3 separate regions of the Mus musculus genome follow, and regions 1 and 2 are each linked to region 3. Evidence: chromatin contacts called from public HiChIP or PLAC-seq and Micro-C data. All regions are on one chromosome and are shown on one strand. Each heading gives the region's core, a stretch centred on a gene start, on an enhancer-like site or on the middle of the called end of the contact. The rest is flanking DNA. Distances are from core to core; before and after follow the strand shown. Region 1 holds the start of Hmcn2 (hemicentin 2). Region 2 overlaps Hmcn2 (hemicentin 2). Region 3 holds the start of Prdm12 (PR domain containing 12).

What was found. Hi-C and Micro-C count contacts between places; a contact is called where the count stands out from the background. HiChIP or PLAC-seq counts read pairs in DNA pulled down with a chosen protein or histone mark.
Region 1: a contact with region 3 is called in a Micro-C map of embryonic stem cells, with 1.7 times the contacts expected there. The contact joins the promoter of Hmcn2 here to the promoter of Prdm12 in region 3. A contact is called at or near these places in 7 of 39 promoter capture datasets (the 3T3-L1 cell line, the HPC-7 cell line, embryonic stem cells and 3 more), 5 of 484 Hi-C or Micro-C datasets (the G1E-ER4 cell line, embryonic stem cells, pancreatic cancer cells and 1 more) and 1 of 9 other capture datasets (adipose tissue).
Region 2: a contact with region 3 is called in an H3K27ac HiChIP or PLAC-seq map of embryonic stem cells, with 8 read pairs. The contact joins the enhancer-like site here to the promoter of Prdm12 in region 3. A contact is called at or near these places in 2 of 39 promoter capture datasets (the 3T3-L1 cell line and liver), 5 of 484 Hi-C or Micro-C datasets (cerebellum, embryonic fibroblasts, embryonic stem cells and 2 more) and 2 of 115 datasets of contacts at active chromatin or transcription factors (bone marrow-derived macrophages and embryonic stem cells).

Annotation. Positions count from the first base shown.
Region 1 is chr2:31,312,017-31,316,676 of GRCm38.p6, forward strand. Hmcn2 (hemicentin 2) reads left to right here and starts at 2,316. Exons shown (of 98, transcript NM_001370902.1): 1 at 2,316-2,660. The coding sequence starts at 2,399.
Region 2 is chr2:31,328,933-31,333,589 of GRCm38.p6, forward strand. All of the region lies in intron 1 of Hmcn2 (hemicentin 2), which reads left to right. Among named protein-coding and RNA genes, the nearest start is that of Hmcn2, 17 kb to the left of the region's middle. Within about 2 kb of position 1,524, at least 4 of the 459 cell types and tissues checked have an H3K27ac peak or open chromatin away from gene starts, as enhancers often do. A contact at or near this core is called in embryonic stem cells, where this site is marked.
Region 3 is chr2:31,636,907-31,641,770 of GRCm38.p6, forward strand. It overlaps Prdm12 (PR domain containing 12), which reads left to right and starts at 3,131. Exons shown (of 5, transcript NM_001123362.1): 1 at 3,131-3,415. The coding sequence starts at 3,193.

The DNA.
Region 1 (4,660 bases), core at 1,066-3,565, 330 kb before region 3:
CATGAGCTGCCTGAATGTTAGTAAGCCAGACCAGGTTGCCTCCCTGATTAACATTCTCCAATAGCTCCCAGGACCTTTAGGTAAACTCCAGATGGGTTGGTGAAGTCTTCCAGGTTTTCACCTTTGTCCCCTCCTCTGCCACCATCTCCTTCAGTCCGGTTGGGTGACCCACTGGCAGCCTCTTGCTCCCCTTGCCTTTGTGAATGCTGTTCCAATGCTGTCCCAGCTCTTCTGTGACCTTCCTCTCTTTCTCACCGGCTTCTCAGACTTGCTCCATGACCTTCTCTGACCTCTTAGGCTCAGTGATTCTTCCTCTGAGCTCCCAGAGCGCTGGGTCATTCTTCTGTTAACACTTATCTCACTAACTTAGAATTATTTGTTTACATGTCTCTCCTCCGGGTAGGGACCACACTCCTTTATCTTCCCATCCCCCTGTCCCATCAGCACCTCCTGGAGCACCTGACATACAGCTCAGCAAATGTTTGTAGACAGAATGACAAAAACTTCTGTCCTGGGTTCGCAATGTCACCATTTTTGCTGCTGATTGCTACTGTCTTTCTACAGCTGGGCCTCTCTTCTCACTCCAACAGCTGGCCCAGCCCTGCCCAGGCTCTGCGGGCAATTACAGCCTTCACCCAGGGAGGTTTAAAAAGTGAGTTTTTACAAGTGTAGGAGACTAAACCTCCCATTGAACTTGGCTGCAAATTCCACTTTCAAGCCTTGGGGTCATGGCTTCTGCCATATCCCAAGAGACAGACAGCTCTTGAAGATATTGCCCTTGGTCTCTGGCCTCATGTAGATTTGAGTCTCTGGGACATGTCCAGCCTGGCCCCTGCCTATGGCCAGGACTCAGTAACCCATCTCTGTACCCACTTCCCCTTACAGTTAACAGAGTCTTTGTTGGGCTCCCGTGTGTTCCAGGCTCTGGGTCTCCATTGTCTCAGAGCTCAATTGCAGTGGAAGGTCACACACCCAGGCACAGTCCCAGTGATACAGTTTAGTCAGAACTAGGATGAGGACACACAGGGTTGTGGATGCAGAACAGAGTGGTCCCAGCAGCCTCAAAGATGGAGGAACTGAGGCTGGTCCAAAGGAGAAGAGACAGTGTGGAGTGGCTTTGCTCCTGGCTGAGGTGTTTACAGAGGAAGGGTCAAGAGAGTGTCGCCTCTATAGCCCAGAGCTCTCAGCTATGTCCAGGGTTTCTCTGACTTCACCCAGGGTGTTGTACACAGAAAAGACCCTAAGAAATCAAACATGCTTGCCAAAGCTGCCCCCTCCAGTCAAGCAACATCTAATGAGTCACCACCCTGTGGTGGGGTGGACGCTAAGGCACACTCTTCACTCCAAGGGGCTCTTGGTCTGTAAGGACAGAAACCACTGGGAGTGTACCGCCTGGGAGAGTGAAGGGCTGCAACAGAATGGAGGGAAACACCTCTGGCCAGCCCAATGGTGAATGGAGCATTCTGCCCAGCCAATGATGAGTACCCCAACAGCCCAATGGCAGAGAGAGAGCACCCCCAACCTGATTGTGCAGAGGACATCCTCATTTGGCCCACTGGCAGAGGCAGCACCTCCCACCCAGCTGGCAGAGGAACCATCAAAGGATGGTTGAACCCAGCCCAGGCAGCCCCTAACAGGTGCCGCAGCCACTTCATATGCAATCCATGAGTCCGCTTGGACAGGTGACCAGAGGAGTGTGTGCCCAATCCTGTGGAGTCCCCATATGACCTGTAATGATGTCTTACAATACTCAGGGGAGACGGAAGAGCCTGAGGGACTTGGGGTCCTTCTATATTTGGCTTCAGATGCTGCCTACACCATTCAGTAATGGGCTCATCGCCGAGTCTTGCATCAAATACGTTTGGTCTTAGTATCTTCCCCAAGGATTACCGTAAGTTTCCAGACTTTATCTGTGGGATGCCGAGGCCATAGTGAACGCCAGGCTTAGGTTTGTTGATTTTGACAAGAATAATTACAATATTGGGGAGGCTCAGAACCACTGATAGAGGTAGCAGTGAGTGCAAAGCCTGTCTGAGCCAGGCTTGGATTGCTCCTGTGGCCTCTCCGCCCCCGCAGAAGGGCTTGCAGGTGTCCGCGGATTCCCGCACCCTCATCCCTCGCCCTTGGCCGTGGCCCCACCTCCCTCCTGCCTTCTGCCTTGCGTCCTCCTCTAACCTCGGGGCTGGACCAGAGAGCCGAGGGGCTGGGAAAGTTTGAGTCACGCCGCGGGGCGCGGGGGAGGGGTGCGAGAGGCGGGGTGGGCATTAGGGACCGCCTCGGGCTCCCACCAGGGGAACCCCGCCGCGCCCCTGTCCGGTGAACCCGCTAGAGCGAGACTGCACTGCCATCTCTCACTGCGACCTGCGGGTCCCATCAGGGCTGCAGCCTCCGGCTCACCATGACGCCTGGGGCGCAGCTCCTGCCGCTGCTCGTGGCGATCTCTACAGCAGTGGCGGCGGTGGTCACGTCTGACGCGCCCACGAAGACGCTGTCCCCCGCCACAGGAGACGCCACCCTAGCCTTCGTCTTCGATGTCACCGGCTCCATGTGGGATGACCTGATGCAGGTGATCGACGGCGCCTCGCGCATTCTGGAGCGCAGCCTGAGCAGCCGCAGCCGGGTCATCGCCAACTATGCGCTGGTGCCTTTCCACGACCCAGGTAGAGCCCCTCGCCGGCCGTTCTCAAGGTCTCCCCACCGCGCGGCTCTCGAGGTTCCCTCCTTCCCCCCAAGTCCTCGAGGTGTCATGCTTTGGTGTCCTGTCCTCTCCACCCCTCACCCCTGCTGCTCGTCCAGCCTTGCCTGGCGCACAGCAATAAGCAGAACCTTAGCATCTTCTGGCACATTTCCCTTGCCTGGCCACGCCCTCTCCTGCATCCCCAGGTTGGCACTGAGGTTACAAATTTCTAGCAGGCGACCAAAAGCTTCTGAGTCTCACCCTCTCCATTTGTGAAGTGGGAACATGTGTGGGGATGTTGGCAGTAGGTGCCAGGAACCTGTGAGGTTTTTGGTTCTCGATTTTATTTTGCCTGCCTGCCCTTTCTTCCTCCTTCCCTCTCTCTCCCCTTTCTCCTCCTTTCCTTCCCCTTTGTGAGGCAGATCTCCTGTAGCTCAGGCTGGTCTCCCAGTGTTCTGTGTAGTGGAGAATGACTCTGAACTTCTGATCCTCCGGCCTCAGCTTCTAGAGCGCTGGGATCGCAGACCTGCACTAACATAGCCCCTTTATCCGGTGCTGGGGATTGAACCTGGGGCCCATGCACACTAGGCAAGCTCTGTGCCGACTGCCTGTAAGATTTTAGGTGCTGTTTGTTTGTTTGTTTGTTTGTTTGTTTGTTTTAGAGTCCTCTCCCAGCTTGCATGTGAGAAGCCAGGACATGGCTTTCAGGGGGAACTGCAGCCCTTTGTGGAACCCCTGGCTGATAGTAACAGCCTGTTGCCGGTTCCCTTTTGCCTGCCTACTTCAGCAGAGTGAAATTTCCCAGCAAAGCATGGCTCCCTGACACCTGCTGATTCCCCGCTCCCCCCCCCCCCCCCGCAGTCACCCTGTTAGCTCAGGGTTGAATATGCTCCCCGAAGCCTCACCACCAAAAGTCCCCTGCACCCCGGGGAGAGATGTCCCCCACAGCCTCAACCCTAACTACTTTTCTCAACTTTTTTTAAAAATGAAAACATTTCTGCATTACACTGAAGTAGGAGAGAAGCAAGGATCTGAGCTCCTCTCTATGCCTGCCTTACTCCTGAGAGCTACAGTTTGCTGTTTGCTTCCATCTGCCCACATGTCTATCCAGGCTGGCTGTAAAGTCCCCCACTGCAAAGGCAGATTCCACACAGCACTGCCGGTTTGAGGAGACACACTGAGCCGATGGTAGGCTGTCAAGCCTCTCAGGGGTGTGCACATTTGTCAATCACAGAATCTTCCAGGGTCTTGACTCCCCATCCTCCAATCTTCTCTCCATGTTGCCTGAGGCTTTGTTCCTCTCCTCTACGGGGCTCCTCAGGACCAGGCCTCTAGGAAAATACTCCTGGGAGACCCAAAAAGATAATCAGATTGGATGTGTGAGGAGGCGGGGTTTTGCTGGGATGTATGTCAGCCTCTATCTCCCCAACTCTCTCTCCCGACGTTTTGGTTTGGTCTTGGGGTTGCAAAGGTATTATCATATTGTGGGAGCTTAGATACGGTGAGTTCACCCATTAATTGGACTATCTGAGACCCAGGGCACCAACAGGGTTTCCTGAAGCCACCTGCCAGGTGATGCCGTTACTGTTTGACTCTAGAACACTTGGCTCCTATTACAGAATGGGATAGCAGCCTTTTGAGACTGATAGTGTCTTGAGCCCAAAATGGGCACCTGATGGCAGTATCTGCTGCCCCTTCCTGCCCACTAACTTCAGATGCCCTCTGGGCTCTGCATGGGTGCGTGGCTCAGCCCTTCATGCCAACCTTCAGCCTTCAATCCATTCTCTCTTTCCTCTACTTTATCTCTCTAACTTCTTCCTTTTCAAGTTTTTCTCGGTGCTCCTTTTTATCCCCCCTTTTAAATATTTATTTGTGGGTGTGCGCATATGCATGCCACGGCAGGTCTGTGGAGGTCAGAGGACAACTTGCAGGAGTTGGTTCTCTTCTTCCACCCTGTGGGTTCCAGAGCTGGGGCTTAGGTCA
Region 2 (4,657 bases), core at 274-2,773, 310 kb before region 3:
CACACGTCTTCAGTTAAAAAAAAAATCCAGAAGGTAATAAATGTATAAAAACAAACTGTTGCCCAACATTTCAGAAATACAGGTTTTTCAAAATGAAATGTGACGGATAAAAATATCCTGAACAAAATGATAACACGTGAGAATGAACGCAGTTAGAACCGGTCTTAAAAGAACTGGAGGAACTTGTCGGGAAATCTAGAGCCTGCTGAGGGCAGCATGTCAGGAGAAGCAGGAGCAGGTCTTGGGGAGCATCAAATTCCTTCAAATGACAATTACAACTGAACTGGAAAGAAAACAAAATTCTGAGCAAAATCACAGTCAATTTTGAGAAGATTTTAATTTTTATTGTGTTATTCAAGTCTTTATTATTATTTTAATTAATTAATTTTTGTGGCAGAATCTTACTATGTAGAAATGGTTGCCCTGGAATTTGCTATGTAGACCAGGTTGGCCTCGAACTCACAGAGATCTACTTGCCTCCACCTCCTAAGCTCTAGTGTGGATCACCTGGCTTTTATTTTTCTCTCTCTCCAGACAGAGAGAGAGAGAGAGGGAGGGAGGCTATGGGACTCAAGTGCTACTTGATCATGGGGAAGGAAAGATCTGGGAAGAGTCCTTACCCAGAGGATGAGAGATTGTTACAGATGAAGTCTGAGGCCCAGCTCCAGGCCTGACTATTCCCACTGGGACCAACAGGGCCAGACAAGGGGCCAGCGAAGCACCTGGACTGTTTAACACTGCATGCCCTACACATACCCCAGAGACTTCACTTCCATGCAGAGAAGATGCTCCCCCTGTAGAGGGGTGAGCCTGGGCCAGGCTTCTGGGACTCACACGCAGGAGGGTGGCTGAGGGGAGTCAAGGTCACAGGCTTAATCGTTCCCACGGCCAGCATGCCCAGCTTTTAGGGGCTGCACGCTACATCTGCCCAGCTGTTTGGCAAATGTCCTTCTTCAGTCACGAACCTCCCTCCCCTCCAGGAGCAATGAGGCCCAGGGAATGAGCACAGAGCATCTGCAGCCTCCAGCTTGGTTGACAGCTTGGAGCTGGGGTCAGAATGACCTAAATTCCAGCTCCATCTCTACTGATCCCTGCTCGTAATTCCTTGGTCAGGTCGCTTTGTCTCCCTGTCTTACACGCGTTCGCGACCGGCCAGGAAAGACGCAGCAAACCAGAATCTTCTGCGGCAAAACTTTATTGCTTACATCTTCAGGAGCAAGAGTGCAAGAGAGAGAATGGCGAAACCCCGTCCCTTTTAAAGGAGAATTATCCTCCGCCTAGGAAGTGTCACTCCCTGATTGGCTGCAGCCCGTCGGCCGAGTTGTCGTCACGGGGAAGGCAGAGCACATGGAGTGAAGAACTACCCTTGGCACATGCGCAGATTATTTGTTTACCACTTAGAACACAGGATGTCAGCGCCATCTTGCAACGGCGAATGTGAGGGCGGCTTCCCACATCCCTGGACTCCATAGTAGACTTTATTGTGCTAGGGGTGTGACTCAGTGGCTTTCCCAGCACGCACAAAGCCTGGGGTTCCACCCAGCACTGCAAAGACTGAGTGAGATGGTGCTCACCTGTATTCTAGCAACTCAGGAAGTGGAAACTGCAAGTTCAAGAGTTCAAGGTCATCCTTAGCTATATAAAGAGTTCTAGGGTGGCCTGGGCTACATGAGACTTTGTCTAAAAAAAAAAAAAATCCCACCTCTGACAACAATAGACCTATGCCTGTCAACACCATTGCTGTGGCCTGTATCCCACCCCAAAGCTAAGTTATGGAAACTTTAGATCTCCCATGTGGTAATTTGGAGCCAAGGGAAGGGGTTTAGGTCATGAGATGGCACCCTCAGGAACCAGTTGATGGTGTTCATTTGTCATCCCCCTCACCTCTGACTGAGTTAGTTCTCCTGAGATGCCCCCCAAGCCCCTTGCCCCAGAGTGCTCGATTCCCTTCTGCCCTATGATGTTCCTAGAGTCCCCAGTAGATGCTGCAGTACAGTCTTGGACCCATTAGCCTCCAGGACTGTGAGCAGAAATAAACCTTTCCTCTTGATAAATTAGCTAGTGTCGAGTATTCTATGACAGCAGCAGAAAAAAACAAACTAACACAAACCAGCACTTGCGGCCACAGCTGGAGACAGACACACTGTGTCGGGAAGGGCTCACACAGTCACACAAGCAGAGCCACTGGGATTTTTCTTGTTGTTCAGAGCCAGCCGTTCCAGACAAGAGAAACTAGGAAGAAGAAGAGAGCCAGTAATCTCTCCTATGGGTAAACTCCCACAGAGACAAGCCTGCTGTCCTGCTCTGCTGGGAGCTGGGTGTGAGAGGCGCTAGCCTACCAGTGAGGGCATGGGCAGTCATCACTGAAGACAACAAGCATCTCTGAGTCCTCAAACAGTTGATGGGTGATCCCTGAGCACTCAGACCCTTCCTAGTGTCATAGGAGCTGATATTGCTCTGGGATTGAGGACCAGGAAAGGCAGTGACCTGTCTACCAAGATGTATGCGTATGTATGGGACCAGAGGAGGTCAGACAAGAAGGTAGCTGCTTTGGGGTGACATGGTCTCCCAGAGGCACCTCCCTCTCACAGGACGGACTTTCCCAGGATCTGGGTGGTGAGAGGCTGAGCCTTAGACATTGGGTTCAGGGAGCTCACCCTCCAACCCAGGACTGCCAAGATTATCCTAACCATGTTCGAATAAACCATGGGGTGGCTCATAACTGTAATTCCAGCTTTAGGGGATCTGATGTCCTATTAGGCTTCTGCAGGCACTTAAACAGGTGGCAAACATATGTATGCACACACAGGCATACACACACACACACACACACACACACACACACACACACACACACACACACAGAGGCATACATATACATATATAAAAATAAGTCTTTAAATGAACTGAGGTGAGGAGATGGCTCAGTAGGTAGAAGTGCTTGTTCAAGTGTGAGTTCTGGAGTCCAGATCCGAAGCAGCCAGGTAAATGTCGGGGGAAAGCATGGTGGTCCACCTCAGTCCCAGTGCACAGGAGACAGAGATGGGATCCTCAAGCTAGCTGGCTGGATTGGCTGAGTAAGAGAGCTCTGAGCTCAACAGGGAAATTCTATCTCCATGTATACAGTAGAGAGCGATTGAGGAAGCCACCTGATGTTAACTTCTGGCCTGGATACATACATACATGTGAATACACACACACACACACACACACACACACACACACACACACAAACATGCTCATACATGCACACACACCATACACACATATATGTGTAGATATGTGTAGGCCAAAAGAGAATATGGTTTTTAAAAGCCAATGATCTAAAACATTCAAAGAGAAAGGAAGACAAGAGAGGAAGGCTGAGCAGTGACTAATCTTTGATCTTGCCTTGCAGAACAATGGAAAAGACAAACCCGAGGCAGAGCAGTCATCCATCACCTATTCACCCAACCACCACCATCTCTCCATTCATCCATGCATGCATGCATTCATGCATCCATCCATCCATTCATATCTACTATCTATCTGTCTGTCTGTCTGTCTATCATCTATCTTCTATCTACCTATCATCTGTCTGTCTATCATCTATCTAGTCTACCTCTTTTTATTTGCTTATCAATCTATTTTCTATCTATCTATCTATCTATCTATCTATCTATCTATCATCTTTCACATGTCTGTCTGTCTGTCTGTCTATCTGTATTTTAGATAGCCTGAGCTATTATTGGCACAGAAACGACCAGGGGCTTGACAATGGCTTAGGGGACAAAATGTCACCTTCCAAGTGTGAGCACCTGAGGCTGTTAAATCAAATCAACAGATGCCAGAAGCATGAGTCTCAGCTGTGTGCTTTTGGCAGATGGCATGTTATGAAGGCCACACTCCTTTCGGGGTTTAGAGCACTGCTGTACCCTCAGCTGATCCCTCCACCTTTTCAAGCCCCAGTGCAGGGAAGTCCTGTACTGACTTCTCACCAAGGGAGGCGAGCACGCAGGCGTGCGCACTCCCAAGTCTGGCTTCTTTCTCATGGTTTCCTTCGTGAGAGAGCCATGTGCACTCCTGCCTGGTGGTGTCATCTGTTTTATTGCTCAGTTTGGGAACTGATCATAGTAGTCCCCCATTATCTACAGCTTCACGTTTCAGACTCCAGTTCCCGACAATCCACCAAGAGCCAAGATCCCTAAATAGAAAATTCTAGAAACCACTCCCTATTTTTAGACATCATGGCATCCTGAGCAGAAGACTGGAGCCTCACACCGCCCTACTGTGTCCTTCCCAGGAAGCTAGTCATCTTTTTGCATACTATCCACACGGTATTCGCTGACCATCCATAAGCCACTTTTTAGCTGTTTACTCCATAATCACCCAAGATGGAGTCTGTCTGGCAGTTACTAGGGTTCAAGAACTTTGACACGATTGTTATGAACACCTGAGAGAAAGCTCTATGGGCACCAGGTTTTTTTTTTTTTTTTTTTTTTTTACTTCATTTGCTTAAATAGCTCTGAGCAGAGTGGCCAGGTCTACAGACTGTTAGCTCTCTATCTTTCAGAAACGTGTGTTATCTTCTGAGGCAGTAGAGTGACTCTGAGTTCCACCTGCCTCACATCCCCCTCCATATCCAGTGTGGGACTCTCCGCTTTTCCTTCCTGTCCCT
Region 3 (4,864 bases), core at 1,881-4,380:
CGGGAAGCCTCTGCGAAGAAAGAGGGCCAGGGTCTATTCAAGCCCTACGAGCCGCCCACAATGGGCCGATATACTGGGGGCCTCTCTATTAACGCCCATGAATATTAAAGAGATCGCCGAGCGACAGCCCGCGGGCGCGATCAAGGGGGCGGGGGCGGTGCTTTGCAGCTCCGACCCAGCCGGGTCCATGGGAGGGGTCTTCGCGCAGGCACACTCGGCGCCTGGGTCCCAGAGACGTGGTTCCTTCACTGTGAACCCGCAGCATTTCTTCTCGAAGCCTCCAAGCAAACAGATGCGCGCTCACAGGCCTTACTGTTCGATCCCGGTGGGCAGTCCTCCCTGCAGGACTGGATTTTGAGGGTGCATAGGGCCAGGTGGGACTATCACTAGGCCAGAAGCTCAAAATGAGAGCGCAGCAACTACATTCCAGGTCCGTGGGCACCCCAGCTAGAAGGCTGTTTAGGCTCCTCCAGCATAGTTTCCCCAGGTTTTGGGGGACCTGAGGAAAGTAATGAGGGGGTCCTGGTCTCAGTCAGAGCCTTCGGTCCTTCTGTCTTTTGACTTCAATCTTGGGATTGGAACGAAAATTCGCCCCAGGCATGAAGGACTCTGGGACCTGGGAGAATTTCACAGTAGAGTGTAGCGAGGGAATTGTTAAGAATCCTGCTCAGCGCCGGGGAAAGCCAAACGATCTGATCCGAAGAGCGACAGGCTGGGAAGACAGCACAGCACATAGTTCAACTCAAACCACTGTCAGGCAGGAGCCCAGAGGTCCGGAGAAGAGAAGGGCTGTCCCCAGGATGCTCTGCTGTCTTCCGTTCCCTTTAGTCTGCCGCAAACGCTGAGGAAGGCTTTCGGGGTTGGAGGCTGAGTGCCCCAGTCCTGGCATTCTTCTGCCCAGCTCAGTCTCCTCTCCACTTAGATCCAGGCGCCGGTCAGGCTCTCTTGCCACCGAGCCATTGGATTCCATACTCCTCTCCAAACTGGACCTCTCCGCGAAAGGATTTAACTCACCGGCGGCATCTGTAAGGAACTCTTACCCGCCGGCAGCCCTTGCTCCTCTGCAGCGCTGCCCTCTGCTGGCGCCCTGCCCGTTGGTCCCTCTCCCGGCCCGGTACACCCACTCTCCACTGGGCTCCAGAGGTTCTGCTTCGGAAGACTTCCTATCGCCGGCTTGGCGCTTTAGTCTCCCGCCTGCCGGGCTGAGGATGCCAGACCACTGGCTCCGACTAGGGCTTATATAGACCTGGGATCCCATGGTTGCCAAGAGCGAGGCAAGCTTAGCTCTGAGGAGCTGGTGATGGAAAGGGTTCTTTTCCTAGCGGCATTAGAATCTGATTCGTGGGTCAAATCTCAGTCCCGAGCTGCCAGCGCTATCCACGCCCAAGTCACAGGGCTTCGAAGGCCTGAAGAGTCTTCACTGTACAGTGGAGCCCTAACACGGGAACTCACACAAACCAGCCTCCAGGGCTGCGGAACTTTCCTTTGCGTCACCTGAAATTGCAGCGGGAGTAGGGGAGGGGGCTCTGAGGACTTAGGCTGTTGAGTGAGGTGTGCCCAAAGCCGCTCCAACGTTTCTGGAGCTGAAGGTGTGGGGGCAGTCTTAAGGCTATCCAGGAGACTTCGGTGCACACAGGAAGCCGTGATCTTCCCGACTTAGCAACTGTTTCTGAAGAGGTGTGGAGCTGGCTCCCAGGTACCTTGGAAAGACTATACAGAATCCACTGGAGGAGGGGGAGAGCGGGAAGGGGGAAGGAAGGAAGAGAAAGGAGCCAGGAAAGAAAGAATCATCATTAAGAGACCAAAAAGAAAGAGGAACGTCTGGTGGCTTCCTAGGTTGAAATCCCAGTAGACTGATTCCAAAGCAGGGCCCAGCAGATGGCTTTGCCCTGGGCCGTCCGCAATTTCAGAGGCATTTTGGGTGTCTGCAATTCCCATCTTGCATTGCTCTAGGGTATTCCACAGATGTGAGTATCTGATGACCTTTCAATACTCCCCACCCCAACTTAGTACTCCTAGGGCTGGTAACCTTTCTATGGTAGGTGAGATCCAGCCCCGACGGCGACTCCTCAGCAGCCCTCTGTGCTGGTGACGGAAGTTTTACACTGGCTGTGCGCAGCGAGCAGAGCTCTTGGGGAGCCCGTTTAGGACGAAGCGCCCGCTTGGGTAGCGCTGCCAGCGCAAGAGATCTGCATCTCCCAAGCTGTCCGGGTTGCCACCGCAGCTTAAGGAGTGAAGCCTCTAAAGAGCAGAGGGTGTGGGACGAAGGAGAGGTGGGGATCGGACAGAGTACTGGGCTTGGTTAAGGAGATAGGCAAAGCACCGGCAGCTCTGGGAGTGGCCCGCAGAGCTAGGAAGGTGAAGGCCTAGCTTGGGATCCACAGTGATCAAGGATCTTGCTTAGCCCGGGTGAGCATGGGGACCCGCGGGGTTTGCAGCCATACGCCCCCTCTTTCTCAGTCTAGTCCCGGGAGTAAAGGCAAGCCTCGCTGCGCAGCATCCCCTACTTCAACACCCGTCCCCCCCCACCCCCCTTCCTCGCTCCGGGCCGCGAGTTGAGCCTCCCTCCCTGCCTGGAGCTTCCCACGGGGAGAAGAGGAGGAGGGGGAGGAGGAGGAAGGCTGGGGGGAGGGAGGAGCAGAGGGAGACTATTCTGAGCGGTCCGCACGCTGCCCCCGCCCCTCGCGCTGTCGGTGAAGGCTCCTTCGAGCCTGGCCGGGTACAAGTCTGTCCTTCGACGTCAGGGGGTCATTAATAACCAATTAGGAGGGTCACTGCAGCTCCTATAAAAGAGCTGAGATTTTGCTAAGGGGAGGACGGTCCTGGCTGGGTGTATAGAAGGCTAGTGGGAAACCGAGAGTCCTTGGTCGTTGTCTCTCTACAGCCACCCGCCGCCCACCCTTCCCGCACCCCTCCTGGTATCCACCCTTGTCTCCACCCGCGGACTTCCAGCCCTCCGTGCTGCCTCTGCCATCTCTGCAGATTTTGTGAATCTCCGGTTTGGCTCCCTGTCTTCCCAGCCATCTCTTGCCACGCACTCCCCAGTGCACCCTCCTCCTGCTCCTCTTCCTCCTCCTCCCTCGTGTTGTGTCACCCTCCTCTCCTTTCATTCCTTTGACCCCTCTTCGTTGCCCACCTCTCCGGAGTCCACCTAGCCGTCCTTCGGCGCCCGCGGCGAGCCCTCCGCCGCCCATGATGGGCTCTGTGCTCCCAGCTGAGGCCCTGGTGCTCAAAACAGGGCTGAAGGCTCCGGGGTTGGCGCTGGCAGAGGTCATCACCTCCGACATCCTGCACAGTTTCTTATATGGCCGATGGCGCAACGTGCTAGGCGAACAGCTGCTGGAAGACAAGAGCCACCACGCCAGCCCAAAAACGGCCTTCACGGCCGAGGTCCTGGCGCAGTCCTTCTCAGGAGGTGAGTGTGCCGTCGGGGCTCCACTCCTTCGCTCTTCCTGGCTACCCCCAATTCTCAGGTTAGCGGCACGGGTCCAGATGGGGAACACAGGGGCTGGGGCTGCCGCTCCCAGCCAGGATGCGCTCTCCCTAATCAGCGCACCTCAGTTTTTTCGTGGGTCCAACCTGGGTTGCAACGGCCTCATGGAAGCAGAGAAGAGGCATGTAGGAATGCAGGAGGCTCAGGGACCAGATCCCAACGACCGGAGCGACTTACCTCGGTCAGCCCGGGCTCTCCTGTGTCGTCTCTCCCCACCCCATCCTCCAGCCTGGAGCTGGCGGTTTCCTGGCATTAAAAGCCTTACTGGGCGTGTAATAGCAGTTGACTCAAAAAGAAGGGGTTTTAAATTCATTTGGTTAACTTGGGCTTGACCCGCGAAAGTTCCCACTTAAACCACAAACTTTAAAAGACAGCCGGGGCCGGGAAGGGGCGGAGGGCGGGCAGGCCGGAGAGAAAAAGCCGCAGAGAGCGAGGGAGAGAAAGAGAGCGAAGAAAGTTTCTTTTCTTTAAGATGTCTCAAGTTCTTATTCCTCATTCGTCACCCCGCAAACAATATCTTTCCCCAGCGCTGGCGTCTCTGAGCGACGCCCTCTCTTCCCCTTTAAGATCGCTGTTCCTCTCTTAATTTACCGTGAAGACTAATTCCACTTCCATTCACGCTATGTCAACCATCTAATCCTGCCTTTTTGTAAGGGGAATTCCTCGGCCCCTTTTAAACAAGTCCCCTCCGCATTGAGATACAATTTACTGCTACAGCTTTCTTCCAGGGCTAATGAATTTAGAATTAGCAATTTCTTTCGAATGGAACCGAATGAATGCGATCACTTTAACAGCGTGACAAATTGCCGGCCGCTCCGCAATGGACACCGTTTAACCCCCCCTTTCAGCCGGCCGGCTCGCCGGGTATTTTCCCAGGTAGCTTAGAGGGGAACCTTGTAAGACATGGAGGCCGCCCCTGTGTGCCTCAACGCTCCCACCCCTGCCGCAGAGGCCCCACCGGGGATCCTCTCGGGGTTAGGGACCGCTGGTTCTTCCTCGCCCATTAAAACGACTTCAGAGCTCGCCTGATCCGGGTGCCGCCCTTTCTGGCACTCTAGAACTTGGGAGGAGAGAGGTATACTGGCGTGCCAGGGAAGATCACGGGGGAGGGGTGTGTGTGTGTGTGTGTGTGTGTGTGTGTGTGTGTGTGTGTGTGTGTTGCCTCAGAGTTTAGTGAGTAGAAGCAAGTGTTTCTTTTGCGCGGGTGCCACCTTTCAAACTAGGGATCTGTCCCCAGTGCTGATCGAGTCCAGGAGACACGCAGTGAACTCAGAGTCACCGGCTGAAGAGCTAGGAACAAGACTTAGTGTCCCGGGTTGGACGATACCTCTTCACCAGACCCGGCCTCAGTTTCCCTGTCTGTAAACACAA